Regions from separate parts of the Zea mays genome. Here all the other regions are linked to region 3. A link is a contact called in public Hi-C data. All regions are on one chromosome and are shown on one strand. Each heading gives the region's core, a stretch centred on a gene start, on an enhancer-like site or on the middle of the called end of the contact. The rest is flanking DNA. Distances are from core to core; before and after follow the strand shown.

Region 1 (3,285 bases), core at 118-2,617, 370 kb after region 3:
CAATTTTATTTTTTACGATCTAAGTTCGTTACGAAGAAACAAACTCATCCCGCGAGGGCTACTGTTGGGGGCTTACCTTTGCCAGAGTTCTTCATTTAACCTTCACTTCGATATGAACAAGTGTGTTTCAAGTACACTTCAATCAATGGACGAAGCTGGTCTTCGGCCGAAGCAGCGTATAAAGAAGATTCACCCATGCGTGCAGATAATAAAGGTGTGTGCCGAAGTTGATAGCTTCGGCAAAAGGAGAAAGGCTTCGAACACAAGCCAGCGGAGAAGCTTTCACGCGATGAAGGCCAAGATCTGCGCAGCAAAGGAAGGTCATTTGTAAACAATGTGTGTAAAACCTTGAGGGGCATGATTGTAATTTTGTACGAAGGCGTTTCATTTTTTTTCTATAATTAGATGAACAAAGTCATGCATAAGATACCTTTTTGAGGACCATAGCTTCGGCCTTCGAAGAGCCATCATACCACCTTGTGTTAAGGAGCCGAAGGTATACTTATAAACTAATTTAATAAAAAAAAAGAAGTCGGAATAAGAATGCTAAGACAGATGAGTTCCATACAATATTTTTCATTGTCTTTTCACATCGTTTCATTTCCACTTCATTTTGAGAAACTTCGTCCTTCGCGCTAACACTTCGAACCAAAGGACGAAGGTCCAAATATTTAACTTGTGTTGCCTTGATTTTCGATACCTTCAGGGATTGAAATCAAGTACCAACGGATCCATATCTCATCAATAATGAAATATACTAAAATAGCATATTATCTTTATGTCTAGCATGATAAATTCATCGAACCCAACATAATTTTATTACAAGATCAACAATTCCATACTAAATGACAACATTATGCCATAAGATCATACAAAATATAGCACTCATAACCTAAAAGAGAGTTATTAATAACAACATACAACATTATGATAGTTATCTAATTGTTCAGTATACAATACTTAATATTTAAATGTTTAAGACGTGTAAGCTATTGAAACAAAAAGGGCATCATTCTTGCTCTTCCAATTTTATATGGAATATTTCTAATAATCTAGACACACATGACATGTGTTAGTGGATTCACGTGTGAAGAGAGAAAATACTCATAGCCACCATATCTAATGTATATAATAAAGTATCTAATAAAATACCTATAGACATAAAATTTGTTAAATATATGTTTTAATAGAGTTTTTACCCATCAAATATCGAGTTACTATTACCATCTATATTGATGCGCTATATCAAACAGCTGCTTTCAAACAACAACTTCCGAACCGTCCGGCCTTAGCAAATGACATCCGGGACCCACCAGTCCTTCTCCATACTCCCGAGTCCCGACCCAAGCAGCAGATAGAGGAATTGGATCCACGTGCACATTCACGCGCCCATCCAAAACTGATACTCCGACCCACCAAAAGCAGCGACCATTAATTTCCTCTTCCTTTTTATTAACTCCTTGGATTAAACCAATCAGCAAATTCTTGCCCGTGGAAATTAGAATTCCCCAGCAGAAATAGGTGCATCGTCGCGTTCTTTTAATCTAGTAAAATTCTTCCATTTTTTCAGTAATCCTTTCCCTTCCCCTGCATCGATCGGAGTATCGGACCAAGAACAGAGGGTAGAATCAGGTAGAAAGAAACAAGAACTGACTTAGCCAGTGGTAATTCCGGCCTCCATTTGGTGGATTTATCCAATACGATGGCAAGAGTGTCCGGTGAATCGTGACTTGTGAGTTCTTGCCCTAGGGTTTCTGATTCCCCGCCGCGAGATAAGTTGCAGAAATCGTAACACCTTTTCTTTTTGGTCTTTGCCTCAGAATTCCTGACGAATTTCTCGTGGTTTCCGTGGACAAAGCTGTGACCTTTGCGATGCAGTACAACCACCGTAGCCGCTTGCCGCCGCCGCCGCCGTTCGGCCGTGGTGGGTATCCTCGCGGCCACAAGCAGCCGTACTACGCTCCTCCTCCTCCTCCGCCGTTTCCGCCGGCGCCGCCGCCGCCGCCGCTAGAGCGCAAGTACGAGGTGCTTATGGAGGCCGGTCGCCTCGCTGCCGAGTATCTGGTTGCCCAGGGCGTGCTCCCGCCAGCCGCCCTCCAGCGTGGCGCCGGCATCTCTGGCACGTGGCTTGCTCATCCTCTTCCTCCGCCCCCGCAGCTACCACAGCAGCAGGAACCCCCCGGGTTTTATGGCCGGAGGAGGTACGAAGATGAATACAACAGTAACCCTAACGGCTGGCCTAGGCGAGCCAATGGCACTAGTAGCAGCACTAGTAGCAGAGATGATTGCAGCCGTGGCAGCTACAATGGAAGAGGGAAGAGGAAGTATGGGGAGTACAGGAGGGGGTATCTGGACTCAGGGAGAGACAGGGAGGAGAGAGGAAGGCCATTTCCGAACGGTCGGCACTACGAGGAGGATGGGGATGAAGATGGGGCACCTGGGTTTCAGAGAGAGCGCCGCGGCAATCGGGGGAATGATGAGGCGAGTACTAGTGTTACAGAGGCAGTGAGGGAGGGGACACCATTGACAGCGAAGGCTGTAGCAGGGTTATGCATGGAGGATACAACATCGAAGATTATGAGCTCTGTCAAAGATACTAGTAAGGATGCTAATGATGCATCAAAGGTGCTGGAGGAGACTGAGGAAGGTGAGGTGGAGGATGACAGTGGGACGCAAAATTCAGAAACTGAGGTGGTTAAGCAAGGGATAGACACCGATGTAAATCATGCTTCTTGTCGTGTTGTTACAGAGTCAGATCCCAAACAGTTACCATATGGTAAGATTGAAGATGAGGTTCCTGATGAGGAAGCTGGAAATGAAAAAAAAGTTATGGATGAGGCTACTTTGGATCACAACACTTCTGATGGTGAGACAAATATGGAAGTTGAGATGCATGTTGGTAAGGATAGTTTGATTGACTATTGTAACTTCACAAGAACCCCAACAAGGCCCAGGTCAGTGCGTGCACACAGAAATGCAGCATGTATCCCAGGAGAAACTGCAGTTGTTGAAACAGTTGATCTAGTTTCTTCTTGTCAAGCTTCACAGATGGTAATCGGTGATTCTGCTGAGAGATCTTTGACTAACGTCGCGTCAGAAAACAGAGAAGATAAAATTTGCCATGAAAACACTAGCTCTGGTGATGTCTGTGCTGAACCAAAAGAGTCGATGCTTCTTCAAGAAAATGGAATACCAGTTGGGACTGGAAACATGGTAGAAGAGAAGGTTGATGCACAACCACATGTGGTTGTCCAGCAATATAAGGAAGAAACTAACTTATCTCCG
Region 2 (3,549 bases), core at 513-3,012, 470 kb before region 3:
GTGAGTATGCTTTAGTAAAACAACCTTCAGGCTAGTCACTGATGGAGTGGAAGATTTGGTGGAGATACGCCTTGACTTCTAGCATTTTGATCTTCTCCTCTAAGACCTGGACTACTCATCACTAAGGTAACCTAAGCGTGGCAGGCGCCACCATGTCCTCCTCGACAGCACGCACGAAGAAAGGCCAGGAACATGACCGACTCGTCCCATACCCGCGTCGACGAGCGTCGGTCGGCTCGCGGCTGCGACCGTGGGCGGGGTAGCAGGTTGGGGAGGAATAACAGGGCGAAGGCCGGGAAGTCGAACAGGACGTCTGACGACGGCGAAAACGATGGTGCGCGCATGATGTGAAACGTCCTCGTGGACGTGCAATAGCTACTGTGCGAGTCGGTGTCGGGGCTGGTTTCGGACGAATACGGGGAGGAGACGCCTGCTCCTACGCCCTCTACCGAGAATGGGGTGGCGCGGAGGTGGAGGCATGAGGGAAGAGAGAAAAGAAGTAGAATGACGAACGAGGTGGTGGCAGCTGAGGCGAGGACCATCATTATCGTGCGGAGGTATAGATGGCCAAATGGGCTGTGTCTGGCGAGCCGGCCCGAGGCACAACTCATTTAATAGTGCATGGGCCAACCTGGCACGAGCGTCGTGCGTGCTTGGGCCGTAGCCTTGGCCCGTAGTGTTGGCCCGGTCCGGCACGATTATTTTTTATTTTACAAACAAATCATATATACATAATACATATGTACAATTTATATTCAATATTATAAACATATGAGCATGATGTTCTACTGGTTAGATAGCTTCACCTAATGTCTTCAACCCTTCTTCTATTATAGGGTGTGGGTTCAAACCCCACCTCTTGCTCCCCACCTGCTGTACCGCTTTTTAACATTTTACGTTGAGACTTTTTTGTAAAAAGATGACGCTGATCGTTGAAACTGGTGCTGCTTTAAGTATAGTAGAGATCAGTGGTGGATCCAGGATTAGATCAAAGGAGGGGCTATAAGTTAAAATATGTTTGGTGGAGCCACCAGCGACCATTTTGGGGGTGAGTGCCACGACGACGTTCTCGCAGGCCTGATGTATTAGCGTGCTGCAGCAGGACTGCCATGGTGTTGCTTGCAGCAGGGGTGAAGCCAGTATCCAAAATTAGGGGGCCAATTAGATTAAGGAGGCTGTTAGAAGCATTTTTTGCATTATTTACATGGGAATTAGCTAAAAAACTAACATGTCCTATAGAATTAGGGAAGCATTAGACAGGACATTGCTCCCCTGTCCTCCTGGCTTGCAGCCTGCCTCTTGCGTTGCGTACATGCGCGCTGCTAACTGTTAGATGTGCATTTTTTTGCACTACTAGAGATTATATATAGAGTTTGCTAAAGTTTATATAGGTTAGCGAACTTCAATAAAACCCCTGGCTCAAATGGATTCTTTCGCATGACGATCGACTTCCCTCAAATGGATTCTGAAGTGGAGGAATTTCCTGTTTTGTGCGCTGATTGGTGCTCTTGCATTGCAACACCCGACACCGGACGATTTTGTTTGAGGATGAGGACCAAAACTCAAAAACTGCTAAACCGGAGTCCGTCGCAGAGACAAACAAAACAACCATCGATTCCACTGTGCCACATCGTATAATCACCGCGTATAAACTAGTAGTGACCCGCGCGGCGCGATCGCAATCACGCGCAAACCCAATCGCGGAGACAAAGCACACAAGCAAAAGCAACCCCGCGGGCCGCGCTAGCAGTAGTAGCCGAACGAGGAGGAGCCTCGAATCCAGCCAGGCCAGGCTCCTCCCATTCCTCCTCTCCCACGAGCTCTCACCGCTCCTCGCGGCGGCAAAACCCCCCTTGAATTCCCTACGCGCCCGCCTCCAATCCCGCCAGTCCGGCGGCGACCCAGGGATCCATGGAGAGGTACGAACTGCTCAAGGACATCGGTTCCGGCAACTTCGGGGTGGCGCGGCTGATGCGGAACAAGGACACCAAGGAGCTCGTCGCTATGAAGTACATCCCGAGGGGGCTCAAGGTGCGGCGCGGGCGGCCTCCGATTCAAGTTCTCGCGTTTGATTCCGGAACTTTCGATCTTCCTTACGGGTTAATTTCTCTGCCCGCAGATTGACGAGAATGTGGCGAGGGAGATCATAAACCACCGCTCGTTGCGGCACCCCAACATCATCCGCTTCAAGGAGGTGAGCCAAACAGAAAGGGAATTGGATTTCGCGTACGGAGTGTTTCCTGCACACCTCCCCTGCTGCCGCTGAAGCACGTTTTTTTTCTCTACCTTTTTTCTTCTTCTTATTGTTCGTTTCATCATTTAGGACCCCTGTTTTTTTCCCCTAGGTCGTGCTCACGCCCACGCACCTCGCTATCGTCATGGAGTACGCCGCCGGCGGCGAGCTTTTCGACAGGATCTGCAGCGCCGGGAGGTTCAGCGAGGACGAGGTGATCACTCGTTTGTTCCGATTAGGCTGTTTCCCTACAACTCCCAAAACCATTTGGGTTGGGCTTGACGTGATATTCTCTCTTCCTTTTTATATTTTTTATTAATCCTACTAGGCGAGGTATTTCTTCCAGCAGCTTATCTGCGGTGTCAGCTACTGCCACTTCATGGTGAGAACACCAACCAAGTAAAAAGCGAAGTGTTCTCTTTATGCAACAAAAAGGTACCCACAAAAAAAATCCATGCTGATGAGGTGTGCGAATGCAAATTTTGTTTGGATTCACTCTCAGCAAATTTGTCACCGGGACTTGAAGCTGGAGAACACGCTGTTGGATGGCAGCCCGGCGCCGCGCCTAAAGATCTGCGACTTTGGCTACTCTAAGGTACAATTGACTAGTTTCCTGTAAGATTAGATTAGGGGATACGAGGACCCAAATTTTGACACGGAACTGTGCTGCTTTTTCTCACACTCGCACTGCTTATCCAACTCGTGCCTTTTATTGCCTTGTTAAAGAATTATTATTGCCTTCTTAAAGAAAGAAGTAAAATTGATGCCTTCCTCCAGCTTCGTGGAAAATTCACTCTCAAAACAGAGAATGAGGCAATACTTAAACAAATACTGTAGCAGTGTGATGAGCTGCTAACAACTTTCTTTGCTCCAGTCATCGCTGCTGCACTCAAAGCCTAAATCCACGGTTGGAACTCCGGCGTACATTGCTCCGGAGGTACTCTCTCGCCGGGAATACGACGGCAAGGTCAGTGCTGTGATTTGTATCCTTTTAATATATCACTATAGCCCTTATTTTTGGGAAAGGTTACTGCAGCTTTTTTTGTTGGCATCGCCTCTGCTTGTGTGTTGTTGCCAGTCTGCTCAGTGACGCTGGCCATACTGTAGTAGTCCTAGTCCCGCAGCTCCTTTAGATTTCTGGACCCAGTGCATGACAGCACCACTTGCATTGCTATGTGGCCCCAGTACAGCATGAGTTTCTGCCTTATGGACCAGGCTCGTGGAACCCTTCTCTGATCAGTGATTTTGGATTTTTTGGACTTTCGTCCTTAGACCTAGTAGGCAGGGTGTGGGCCTGGCCCCACACGCCAGGATTG
Region 3 (3,224 bases), core at 163-2,662:
CAAACCCCACCTCCTGCACCCCTTTTTAACATACCACACCAGGCTAGTTTAGTAACTCCATTTTTCAAAGAGATTACTATTTTTCTAATAGAAAATAAACTAATTTCTCTTGTGAAAATAGAAATCTCTTAGGGCTAGTTTGGTAACCCCATTTTTTTAAGGGATTTTCATTTTTCGAGGAAAATTAGTTCAATTTACATTGGTAAAATAGAAATCCTTTGAAAAAATAGAGTTCCCAAACTAGCTCTTAGAGAAATAGAGTTCAAGAACTAGCCTTAGGGTGTGTTTGGTCGCGGAGTGGAGAAAATGGAATATCCCGAAACTTCCATATGAAAATTTATCATAAATAGTTGGAATTCTCTCACTCCAAAAAAATTGAATGCGAGTGCTCTTATCCCTCTACTACTCTCTACACTCATATGGATCTCCAATCAAACAGAGAACGGAGCGGCTTCACTCTATTATACTCTTCAACCAAACAAAAATGGAGCAACTCTGTTCTGTTTGCCAAATGCGAAATAGAACGACACTATTTTAGAAAAACTGGAATGGAATTGCTCCATTCTAGTTGACTCTCTAATCAAGCGCATCCTTAAAGAGGATTTAGGGTCTGTTTGGTTCGTGGTTACCTACGCTACACTTTAACTAAGGTTAGTCGTTCGAATTAAAAAGCTAGGGCCTGTTTGGTTCGATGCCTAACTTGTCATACTTTGCCTAACTTTTCTGTCTAAGGTTAGTTTTCAATTCGAACGACTAACATTAGGCTAAGTGTGACACATTTAGTCACAAACTAAACAACCCTAATCTTAAACAGAAAAGTTAGGTAAAGTGTGGCAAATTAGATAGTGAACCAAACAAAGTCTTTAATTCTATCTTATCTCTTTTCATCCACCTTAACTGAATAAGACCTAAATGAGAGATTCAACGATGATCAGTATCCTACGGTCCTACCCCATAAGGAAACGATACAAAACACACTCCGTAGTTAAGCTTAAGCATATCCACAGGATTAAATCCTAGACAAAAATGAGCCAAGCAGATCCTACGAGCTCCGGCCTACGGCTGCCGCGCGACCCCGCCAGCTTCCCCCAAATCGCCGGGCATCTCGGCACCGTTGCCCGACGCCCTGCCCGTCCTCCCCCGTGGGAGCAGGGCAGCAGGCAGCCACTCGACCGCGATCACCGTGCCACGTCGGCGCCGCGTCCTCCCCACCCTCCACCAACCCCACGTGCAACACAGCTGCACCTGCACACCCGCTCTAGCTGTTTGCTTCGACCCACCAAAATCCCGCACCCCCAGGAACGAAGCTGCCGGGCAACCACCTTCATCCACGCGAGGGCCCCCTTGACCCACCAATCCACCATTGCTCGCTATAAGACTCCGTGGTGCCGCACGGCTCCGCCGCCGGCGAGGCCTCATCTCGGTTTACTATAAGAGTATAAGTACGTCTCCGCAACAAGCTAATCTTTTTTTTGCCCCCTCCTTCCACGTCCCCACCCTGCCGTCGTCGCTACTCGCATAGAGATTCGCGCGGCCGTGTCTTGCTCGCGCCTGCCCCCTTCCTTCCTTGTCGTGCCAGCGCCCAGATCTCTCGCTCGCCGGCGCTCGGGCCAGATCTGGGTGGGGGCTCGGAGGCGGAGCCGGGCGCAGGTTTGGTTTGACCCAAGGGGCGAGGAGGAGAGGGAAGAAGACCCCGGACGCCATGGAGCTGGCGGTTGGCGGCGGGATGCGGCGGTCGGCGTCGCACACCTCGCTGTCGGAGTCGGATGACTTTGAGCTCACGCGGCTGCTCAGTAAGCCGCGGATCAACGTCGAGCGCCAGCGCTCCTTCGACGACCACTCTCTCAGCGACGTCTCGCACTCCGGCGGATACGGCAGGGGTGGCTTCGACGGCATGTACTCGCCTGGGGGCGGCCTGCGCTCCCTCGTCGGCACGCCGGCCTCCTCCGCGCTGCACTCCTTCGAGCCCCACCCTATCGTCGGCGACGCCTGGGAGGCGCTCCGCCGCTCCCTCGTCTTCTTTCGCGGCCAGCCCCTTGGCACCGTTGCCGCCGTCGACCACGCGTCCGAGGAAGTCCTCAACTACGACCAAGTGGGCTGTCACTCCATTTTATAGCTCCCTCTTGTGAAAAATTGATTATTACTTGTAATAGACATTCATATCGCTTAGAAAATGGTATAAATGTATATTCGACACATTCATATCGCTTAGAAAGTATCAGTTAAAAAAAGTCATTTAGGTAGTATTGTAAGTCTCTTATGCTCTTTTATGTCTAAATTTTAACTGACAGGCGTTTGAAGTATTTATATTGTAATTTATGCCTTCGAATTTAAAATTTAGGAGTATCTTGTTATCCAGTGCATGTATATCAAATTACATTGTAATTCTACAACTGTTACTACCAAATTGAAAAATGGTTCTATCGAATTGTATAATCATTTTTGGTGGCATACCCTTAGATAAAAATCTTAGATCCACCACTGTTGTTGACACAAGTTGAAAATTATTTGATTCCAAGCTTGTCATTCGAAGCTCGTAGGAGTACATATATCTTATTCAGGGTACCTTGGTGGGCAGGTGTTTGTGAGGGATTTCGTGCCGAGTGCACTGGCGTTTCTGATGAATGGCGAGCCAGATATTGTCAAGAACTTCCTTCTCAAGACCCTGCTGCTGCAGGGCTGGGAGAAGAAAGTCGACCGGTTCAAGCTTGGGGAGGGAGCCATGCCGGCTAGCTTCAAGGTGATGCATGACGCCAAGAAGGGGGTCGAGACCCTACATGCTGATTTTGGAGAGAGCGCCATTGGGAGGGTTGCACCTGTGGATTCTGGGTTCTGGTGGATTATACTCCTCCGGGCCTACACAAAAAGTACTGGCGATTTGACGCTGGCAGAGACACCGGAGTGCCAGAAAGGGATGAGGCTCATACTCAGCCTGTGCTTATCTGAGGGGTTTGATACCTTCCCGACATTGTTGTGTGCTGATGGTTGCTGTATGATAGATCGCAGAATGGTAAGCTCTGACCATTCAGTATGATCATACCTATGCGTTACTATTTCAATGTCTATTACAGAATGAGTATCTGGAGCATCACTGATGAAATTTGTGGATTTAGGATCTCCCATTTATCTCCAAAGTAGTGTTATGATAGTTTACATGTGGTGCTCTAGTGAGATTTCTGAAACGTAAGGTTTAATATGCATGCCTCCAGTGTCCCGTGCTCCTA

The links. A called contact is a pair of places that touch in the nucleus more often than the background predicts.
Region 1: a contact with region 3 is called in a Hi-C map of tassel, with 5 times the contacts expected there. The contact joins the promoter of LOC100279916 here to the promoter of LOC100191591 in region 3. A contact is called at or near these places in 4 of 25 Hi-C or Micro-C datasets (ear, leaf and tassel).
Region 2: a Hi-C map of bundle sheath shows a contact between it and region 3, with 2.6 times the contacts expected there. The contact joins the promoter of LOC100216941 here to the promoter of LOC100191591 in region 3. A contact is called at or near these places in 3 of 25 Hi-C or Micro-C datasets (bundle sheath, ear and leaf).

The regions. Positions count from the first base shown.
Region 1 is chr4:119,062,767-119,066,051 of Zm-B73-REFERENCE-NAM-5.0, reverse strand. LOC100279916 reads left to right here and starts at 1,367. Exons shown (of 5, transcript NM_001152868.1): 1 at 1,367-1,732; 2 at 1,821-3,285. The coding sequence starts at 1,873.
Region 2 is chr4:119,906,336-119,909,884 of Zm-B73-REFERENCE-NAM-5.0, reverse strand. LOC100216941 (putative snRK/SAPK family protein kinase) reads left to right here and starts at 1,762. Exons shown (of 9, transcript NM_001143324.1): 1 at 1,762-2,031; 2 at 2,120-2,194; 3 at 2,346-2,447; 4 at 2,562-2,615; 5 at 2,736-2,828; 6 at 3,108-3,200. The coding sequence starts at 1,912.
Region 3 is chr4:119,433,253-119,436,476 of Zm-B73-REFERENCE-NAM-5.0, reverse strand. LOC100191591 reads left to right here and starts at 1,412. Exons shown (of 4, transcript NM_001137021.1): 1 at 1,412-2,092; 2 at 2,579-3,010. The coding sequence starts at 1,703.